Linked DNA regions of Sus scrofa: region 2 is linked to region 1. Evidence: chromatin contacts called from public promoter capture Hi-C data. All regions are on one chromosome and are shown on one strand. The core of a region is the stretch at or near the end of the contact, and the rest is flanking DNA. Distances in the headings are between cores, read along the strand shown.

Region 1 (4,629 bases), core at 1,095-3,594:
GGATGTTCTGCAGGAGAGGGTGACGGGCTCCGAAGGAAGCAGGCCTGGGGGCCGTGCGTTCACATCTGAGTCGCCCGCAGCGAGCCTCCTGTCGGTGCAAGCTGCCCTCCTCCCACCATCTCCCCTTTATACTCAAGACCTCCGCTCTCTTCTTTAAACAGGGCCAAAGGATCGCCCAGTTGGGAGGCCACGTGATTCATACGTGTTGCCTTCTTCAGGCCCCTGAGCCACCAGGGAACTCCTTAGGTTGCTTTCCTTACAGCCAAGGTGCGGCTTTTCTTCCAGCACTGCTGTCAATTCTCCACCACGGCTGGTCCATTTCACTCACGAGTCAAAAGGAACTTGAAGTCACTTCCTCCAAGACACACATGACAACGGTTAAAAATAAAGTGAGAAAGAGACACCAGAAACTGTAGAGAGGAAAGCAGAAGGCAAGTCTACCGGTAACTTCAGGGGCCACATTGTCCCTGGTGCCACAGATAGCCCGAGTTTCCTGGCACTCCAGGCATAAGAGGGAGACAAGTCCTAGGGTTTCGTTTCAGAAAGGAAGTGTGTTGGGGTTTCGGGAAAGTGAAACTTCTTCGGCGATGGGGCACAAGCAGCGTGGCCCCGGCAGAGAAGCATGGACCCAGAAGAAGTTAGACACAGACCGTGTGGTCTCTCAAAATGATTCAACCATCTTGAGCCTCAGTTTTCTTATCTGTAAAGTGGGGATGATAAGATTTCTCTCGGGAGGCTATTGTGGAGATCAGAGATAACAAGGTGTGAACTATATTTGAGCCCTTGGCAGGCCTCCTGTTTTGCTTATTACAAAGCATGTTTGTTTGATTTTTTTCTTTTTCTCTTTTTTTTTTTTTTTGGCCATGCTGGTGGCACACAGATGTTCCCTGTCCAGGGATGGATCATGGGTCACAGCAGAGACCTGAGCCGCTGTGATGACAATGCTGGATCCTAAACCCACTGCACCAGGAGAGAATCCAAAACATGATTTGAATGGCAGCAAAGGCATAGTCAATGAAGAGTTCTTTGGGTGTTGCAAAAGTCTTCCTGGAGTTCCCATCGTGGCGCAGCAGAAACAAATCCAACTAGGAACCATGAGGTGGCGGGTTTGATCCTTGGCCTCGCTCAGTGGGTTAAGGATCCGGCGTGGCCGTGAGCTGTGGTATAGTCACAGATACGGCTCGGATCTGGCGTTGCTGTGGCTGTGGTATAGGCCGGCAGCTGTAGCTTTGATTAGACCCCTAGCCTGGGAACCTCCATATGCTGCGGGTGCAGCCCTAAAAAGACAAAAGACAAAAAAAAAAAAAAAAGAAAAAAGTCCTCCTCATCTGACTTTCTCACAACCAACTCTGAAAATCAGGGAATAGTGTTTACACAGCAACCTGGCCAAAGCAGGGCTAGGACAGGTGCTCGGAAACATCAGGACCTGCCATCAGATTTTCTCTCTGAAAGGTCTTTTTCTCTTCTGTCTTTTGACAATATCGCCCTGCAGTGGTCCTGGCCTGGGGTTGGAGTGAGATTGAGCCTCAGACGTTCTGTTGGGAAGGATGTACCCTCCTGGGGACAGACCCAATATTCCCCAAAGGGACCCATGGTCCCTCCCAGCTCCTCCACATGTACCCATTCGAGAGACCAGAGCCTGCAGCCTAGATCTTAGAAAACTGGGACCACTTAGTAACCCATTTGTCTTGCCGCAATTCTCTCCCCTTTGCTGGCTAGGCACAGAAGAGCCTCTGCTCCTCCCGTTGCTGCAGCCAGTACTGGGCCCAAGCTGGTCCTGGGAGGCCCAGAGAGTGTTGGATAGAAAGAGTCCCGCTTCAAGCCTCAGTGTTCCCATCTGTCCAAGGGACCAAAATAGGTGATTTACCTGCCAGGCTGGGTTGGAGAGGGTCCTTAAGTCATTGACTAAGCTATTGACTGGCTCACCCCGGTCACATCCTAGAAGGGTCTTGGGGATTGCCCGACCCCCTAGTCCCCATGCTTTTGACTCCCCAAAGCCTGGAGGCCACCGGCTTTCCCTGGGGCCCAGGTCCCTGAACTTGGCCTGGGGACGCTCTTAGAAGCCTCCAGCTTTTCTCTGGCCATTGTTAAAATCCTTTGGTGTGTGAATGTGGAAGGCGTGGAGCTTTTTACGGGCTCTTAGGACCTTCATTCGGTTGTTTTCTTTATAAACACATAAGCTTGTTTGGAAGAAGGACAAGGTGCAGCTTCCAGAGGCAGCTGGGCTGACGCCCCTCCAGGCGGGCGGAGACCTGGGAGGGCGGGGGGAGGGCGCAGGGGCAGAAGAAGCGGCGGGAGGACCTGTTGTTTTTCCTGTTGCAAGTAAAAAGGAAACAAAGTGGGAAGTGGAGTGTGCGGACTGTCAGCAGGCGGGGCGCCCCCGCCGCGCCCCGCCTCTTTCTCTCGAGGCTCAGTCGCGCCCAGCGCCGTCGCTGCCAGCGGGCGCCGGGCCGAGCCGCCCCAGCCACTGCCAGCCTCGCCGGGACCGGTAAGCGCTCGCCTCTGGTTGTGACTGGGAAGTAGGGGCGAGGGCCGGGGCCAGGGGCTTCGGGGGACCTCGGGAACCGCGGACATCTCCTGGCGCGTACAGCCGGTGCGCCCCGGGCCGGTGCGCCTGCCGCTTCCAGCGAGCTCGGCAAGGGGCGTCTCCCGGGGTGGGCCCCCCGGACCCGAGCCGAGCCCCCCGGACCCGAGCCGAGGTTGCCGCCGAGAGAGGCGCGCACTATTCCCCTGCGCCTAGACTGCTTGCCCCGCGGAGCGGTACGGGGAGCTCCCGGGTACTCGCTGCGCTTCCAGCTGCGGTGCGGCCTCGCGTGCACCCGCCGAGGTGCGGGGAGCCTGGCCGCGGCTCAGCCCCGTGCGCCTGCCCCGGGAGCTGGCGAGCCGGACCAGGGGGCTTCCCTGCTGCGCCGCGGGGAACAGGATGCGCTCCCAACGGCAGGGCTGCCGGGTCGACCCGCGAGGAGAGGGGCGCGCACACCGCCTCGGCGCCCTGGCCCCGAGCGCCCGCCGCAGCCCTGGCGAGCCGGGTCCCGGGCTGGAGAGAGGCCGGGGTGGACGTGACCGGGCTTGTGAACCTGCGGCCCGTCCCTCTCCGGCCCGCCCCGGCGGGGCTCCGACCGCGGGCGCCGCTCACCGCGTGTTTACTGCCGCCGCGAGGCAATCAGCCCCCGGATCTGCGGCTGAGCCGGGGTTACGGCGGCAAAACCGCCTCCAGCTTTGCATTTCCGGACTCTTTTTTTTTTTTTTTCTTTCTTTCTTCTTTTTAATACTCCTACCCGTAATTCAGCCTGAATGAGCCTTCCTCTTTTTTTTTTTTTTTTAAGTTGCGTTTCCTGTTTTTATTTAGGCTTCGTCCTCTGCACCTCCTTCTTGGAGATCGAGGAGAGGGAGACAGGGAGACCTTTCTTGGGGACCAGGGAGGGGGCACTGCCTAGCCATCGATCTTGTGCCTTAGTGAGGAGATGGAGAGCCAGGAAAGCGCTGATGAAAGCTGCTCCTGGAGGGGAAGCGAGTGGGGATGGGATTTCCGGGGTCGGATGGGGGGGCGCCCTGGGGCAGCAGGTGCTGGCAGCCCACGTACCAGGTCCTCGCGCAGCATCCTTGGGATCCGCTCAGTTTGCGGATGGAGAGGTGTGGAGCCGTCGGTGGATTGGGCAGCTTTCTCTTCGTTGAGGTGACCCTGGAAGGAGGGACCTGCAAGTCTCGAGCCCCACGGGATTATTAAGTGGGGTTTCTTCCCTTGGTCTCCTGCAGAAACCCCATTGGACGCTGCTCTCAGAAGTGTCCTGCCTAGTCATGTGTGTGTGAGGGGCTGTGCCTTGGGGCAGGGAGCGGGTTCCTCTCTTAGGAGTCTCCTAGGGAAAGGTTCATTGCTCCAAAGAGACTTTGAAACCGAGGACTAGTCCCACTGCCTACTTGCAGAAAGGCAGCGCCCCCGCTGGAGTGCCTCAGTGTTCTTGTCTAGTGAAGGTAGTACCATAGGGGACTTTTTCCCTCCAAAGAATCGATCTTTTTTACCTAGGAGTTTTGAGTTAACCGTAGCAGCTGAGTGGTCTCCATTTTCACTGGAGGAAACTGAGGCTCAGAAAAGAGACTTGCCGACCCACTGAGTTTACAATGAGCTGATCCAGTGTCCTGGTTCCTTCAGATGCCAAGGCGTTTCCTCATGGGGCGGTGCTGTTGCTTGCAAATGAAGGAGACTATTTCCTAAGAGTTCTCTTGGGGTGGGGATGGGCCACTTGGGATGTCGTTTCAGAGCCACAGCATCTGAGGTACCCATCTTGATACTACCCTAGTACCATTAACCCCCAGGTCTGACTGATGAGTTAAGGGGGGTGAAGATTCTGCTGCCCGTAGAAACCTGCCCCCCAGCACAAGGAGACAGGAGTAGAGCTTTCTCTTCTGCTCTCTCTAGAGCAGAAATTGCCCACCCCTTAGCCTTCCCGTGCCCATCCTGGCTCATGAGAGCGCTGCCCAGGACGTGCTGAGGGTGAGTCTCTTTTGGTGCTGTCACACATTCCCCGGAGTAACAGAAGTCACTCTAGGATGCAAGGGGGGGTGGGGATGGAGGGTGCTCTTAAAACCTAGTTGGCAGTTGCCCAGAAAGCCAAGCTTACCTCCTTCTGA
Region 2 (4,596 bases), core at 479-2,978, 680 kb after region 1:
AGAATAGTGCAGCTTTGGGGCAGGGACCGGGTTCCTTCTCTCTTTTTTTTTTGTCTTTTTAGGGCCACACTCACGGCATATGGAGGTTCCCAGGCTGGGGGCTGAACTGGAACTGTAGCCACCAGCCTAGGTCACAGCCACAGCCATGCCAGATCCCAGCCGAGTCTGCGACCTACACCACAGCTCACAGCAACGCTGGATCCTTAATCCACTGAGCAAGGCCAGGGGTGGAACCACCGTCCTCACAGATACTAGTCAGAGCCACAACGGGAACTCCGGCCCTGGTTCCCTCTTAAGGAACATTCATAACAATATCTTTGAGCCTTTCTGCAGAACTAAAACCCTCAACAAATGGAAGAACTACTTGATGAAGCATCTTCATTCTGGGAAGGAGGACTGGCAGGGCCAGTCCTGGGGGCCACTAAACACCTGCTTTGAGACAGTGCAAACTTGCCTCTACCCTGATCCTTATCTGGGGCCCTATTTTCCACTCCCCAAACTATAAAACCACCTCTTAACTCCTTCCAAGAGGGCACAGTCTTGAAGGCATTAGGCTGCTGTGGCCTCCTTTGCCAGGCAAAGCAATAAAATAAAGCTCTCTCTCTTGTCCTGTTTTTTTTTTTTTTTTTTTTTAGGGCTGCACCAGAGGCATATGGAGGTTCCCAGGTTAGGGGTCAAATTGGAGCTACAGCTGCCAGCCTACAGGATCCGAGCCTCATCTGTGACCTACCCCACAGCTCACTGCAAGACCGGATCCTTAACCCAATGAGTGAGGCCAGGGATCGAACCCGAGTCCCCATGGATACTAGTCAGGTTCTTTAACCACTGAGCCATGATGGGAACTCCAAGCTCTCTTTTTCTTCTTCACCCAAAACTCTTTCTCCACGTTTCTATTTGGCAATGGGAAACAGAGGCTGTTTTGGCAACAACAGCACAAGAGTCCAGGAAATACTCTTCCAGTACTTAATACTCTTCCAGTACTTAAACACTATTATTTGATTCAGCAGAGAAGTCCTTTACACGTCATCAAGTTATGAGTGAAGCTCCAAGAGTGAAGCTGAAAAGGAGGGAAATAACTGAATAAAGTCTGAAGGCAGTAAAGATCCAACGTTGAATGCCGTGAGTGCGGCCCGCAAAAGACCAAAAAAAAAAAAAAAAAATCCAACGTTGAGTTTCAGAATTTCACTATTTCATTTTACTTAATTCTGAACATAAAGGAAAATCGGCTAACATTCGGGTCAGAACTATACTCCTCTGTCAACGGCACTGGGGTGAGCCACGGAGTCGCTGAGGGGGCTAGAAATCAAGCATTTATCCATAGACCGATTTTGCAGCACTAAGCTTAGCGACAGAATTATTAAAGCCCACCCTAGATTTTGCAGGGCAAACCGAGGTTACCGCCGCCTGGAATTTCCAATAACGAACTGCAGCATCGTTATTCCCCCGCCCCGCCCCTCCCCTCGTACACACACACACCTTCTTTCTAAGAGTCGGTGCAGACCGTGAACTCGTGCAGACCGTGAACTCGGCACCGAGCGGCGTCCGGGCCCCGGGGAGCTGGCGGGGGCGGGAGCAGACGGGCCGCGAGGCGCCTTTCCCAGAGCCGCCGCCAGGGCGCGCGCGCGAGACGCCCGGCAGCTTCGCGCTTTGGCCCCCCGCGCGGCCCGTCGCCTGGCGCCGCGGCGGGAAAATCGGACCGTGCCTTCACGGCCGCCGCCTTTTTCTGTTCTCGCGCGCCTGCCAGGGTCGGCCCGCTGTGATGATGGAAGAAGAGGAAGGGGCCGAGGAGCAGCAGCGATTCTCTTACCGACAGGTACAGGCGAACGCGGTCCCGGCCGGTCTGGGGGAGGATGGCGTCGAAACATGGGGGAGAAAAAGGCCCTTAGCACGGCCTCACCTTGGCGCGGGCGTCCGGGGAGCGGGGGGCGCGCTCCCGTGGACTCTGCGCGACGTGGGCGCCTGGCGCTGCGCATGCGCTGGCTCGGCAGCCGCGGGGGCTGCTGGGAGGCGGTTTCCATGGTATCGCGGCTCTGAGCGTCGGGGCTGCGGGGCGAGCGGAGGAAGGTTCCCGGGAAGTGCCAGCCGCGCTCCCTGGGTCCCCCTTCTCCGACAGGGCTGTGCGGGGCGCCCGGCACGCAGCACGAGCTCTGAAACGATGGCTCTTGTGACTGGTTCGCTCTCCATCTTGCAATTGAAGAGACGGCCTCAGAGGCTCTTGCAAACCCAGGCCGTCGGGCTCCAGAGCCTATCGGATGTGGGTTCGAATGTCGACCTTGCGGGGGAGGTGGTGTTGACTCTGACCAGTTTTCCTAGATGGAAAGTCGGAGTGATAATAGGACCACCTCTCAGGGTAGTTGCGGGTATTCGGTCCTTTAATTCTCATCGGGAATAAATACCATGTGGCACCGTCGTAAGAACAGCGCTGTAAAGAGGTGAAAACCAAGAGCCAGAGTGGCAAACCTCAGGGAGGATTAACCTGAGAGATGCGGGAATGAGCTCAGTTACGTAGGGGTGCCCTTCGTATTTCAGAAAGAAAATTTCGGAAGCTGTTTACCCGCCCATTCCTTTTACTTTGAAGTTCAAGCCTTCAGAAAAAGTTGCAAGAATAATACAATCAACACCCATAGGCCATTCACCTCCGTTCACCCGTTGTCAAGATTTTGCTGCATTTGCTCCCTTGTCCCCCTTTATTATTTTTTTTTTTTAAATCTCTTTAGGGCCGCACCAGCAGCATGTGGAGGTTCCCAGGCTAGGGGTTGAATTGGAGATGTAGCCGCCGGCCTACACCACAGCCACAGCAACGCGGGATCCGAGCCACATCTGCGACCTACAACCACAGCTCGTGGCAACGACAGATCCTTAACCCACTGAGCGAGGCTAGAGATCGAACCTGCATCCTCATGGATGCTAGTCGGATTCCTTAACCGCTGAGCCACGACCAGAACTCCCCTTGTCTCCTTTTTCTGAAGTTATGTGAGAATTAAATACTCTTAACACTTCACCTTTAATCGTAATACTTGAGCGTTCATTGCCCCTAAACAAGGGTTTACTCTGAATCATCTCTGATCACACTCAGGAAGTTTGATTTTGATAAAATCCTGTTATCTAGTGGCAGTCCATATTCAGTTTTACCCACTTGTCCCCAAAGTGATTTTTTTTTTCCTTTTAGGGTCTTATATCCCTCCCAGGTGGTGGTCTCTTTGTCTCCTCCTACCATAGCTCTCCACTTACCTACTCTTGTGACTTCTGAGACTCAGGAAGGTAGATCCCTGGCTTATCTGCCCGGCCCCTCCTCCACACTCCCATGTTCACAGTTCCTCCTCATCTTTCCTCCACCGTGAACATGTGCTGGTAGAGTCGATGCTGTTCACCTGTCAGCTCTGTCTCCAGCGCAGGTGGAACACGCAGGGCTCAGCAAGTTTGTTGACTGGAGACCGAGCCCTTGGCTTAGCTTGTTTTTTTTTTTTGCTTCTTCTCTTCATGGGAAAGAGGGATGTTTTGCAGCACCTCCAGTGTTGTTGGGGAGCAGTGAGGGCCTGCTGAGGTGGGCTAGCAAACCAGCAAATCAAAGGAGAGTCAGATGTGCCCTCATAAGCCCTTCCCTGTGTTGTCCTGGCCGTTCTTCCTTTGCCGCATGCAGGACTGGGGCTGGCAAGGACTTGAAGCACAGGGACCAGAGGGATCCTTTTGAATTTGCTTGATTAACCCCAGTTGGGGGCGGAGAGGGGCCAGAATCCCCGTCTGTTTTTCCATCGTGTGCCCCAGACACGCGGCACACGTCTTCTTCACCCCGTAGGCGCTTTGCACATCCACATGGAATTTCTGAGTGAAGTCACCCGGACGCCTCCCCAGGACCAGTCTGCCTTTTCTCCCGCTGACCTGCCGTCGTCATTCCTTTACCCGACCGAAATCATAACCATTAACTAGGAAGCACCCCAGAGGCCCCAGTCATTCACTAGCACACTTGAAAAGTTACGCAGCCAGTGTGGAAAGTGCTGAAGGAATCAGAGAGCGGACCCTCTCGTCGGTCTTCGTCTTTTAGGATGGGAAAAGCTCCGATTTGCAGACGTACCCATGAAATGTTTTGGTTTTGCTTCAGAGGCTGAAGGCAGCAGTTCACTACACCGTTGGCTGTCTTTGCGAGGAAGTGGCGTCGGACAAAGACATGCCATTCAGCAAACAAACCATTGCGGCGATTTCGGAGGTGACCTTTCGACAGTGCGGTATGCAGCCTTCCTGTAGATGTGTAGACGCCCCCAGGGGTTGGGGGGGATTCGGGGGGCTGCCCTGGCAGGTCTTCCCCACAGAGCGTGATCATCGCACACCGTTCTTGACATGTTTCTTTTTAAGGGCTGTAAAATTCAGATAGTTTATGGAAAGAACTATTTTTTTTTTTCTATTTCACTAACACAGGGGCATCAGCACCTGTATTTTAGTGTTTTAAACTGCCCGGAACATTAGACAGTAAATTTTTTTATTTCATTGCTGTGTAAACTTTTTTATATCACCCACAGTTTATTTGACAGCTCAGCTTGCAGCGTGGGTATTTGCTTGGCTTCAGAGATGATGAACGTCCTCACAGGCCCTAACTCGTAT

What was found. Promoter capture Hi-C pulls out the DNA fragments that hold promoters and counts their contacts.
Region 2: a contact with region 1 is called in a promoter capture Hi-C map of fetal skeletal muscle, with 4 times the contacts expected there. The contact joins the promoter of APITD1 here to the promoter of PIK3CD in region 1. A contact is called at or near these places in 1 of 5 promoter capture datasets (fetal skeletal muscle) and 2 of 47 Hi-C or Micro-C datasets (embryonic fibroblasts and subcutaneous adipose tissue).

Annotation. Positions count from the first base shown.
Region 1 is chr6:70,023,961-70,028,589 of Sscrofa11.1, forward strand. PIK3CD (phosphatidylinositol 4,5-bisphosphate 3-kinase catalytic subunit delta isoform) reads left to right here and starts at 2,345. Exons shown (of 23, transcript XM_021095292.1): 1 at 2,345-2,488.
Region 2 is chr6:70,699,966-70,704,561 of Sscrofa11.1, forward strand. It overlaps APITD1 (apoptosis-inducing, TAF9-like domain 1), which reads left to right and starts at 1,729. Exons shown (of 5, transcript NM_001204935.1): 1 at 1,729-1,813; 2 at 4,100-4,223. The coding sequence starts at 1,760.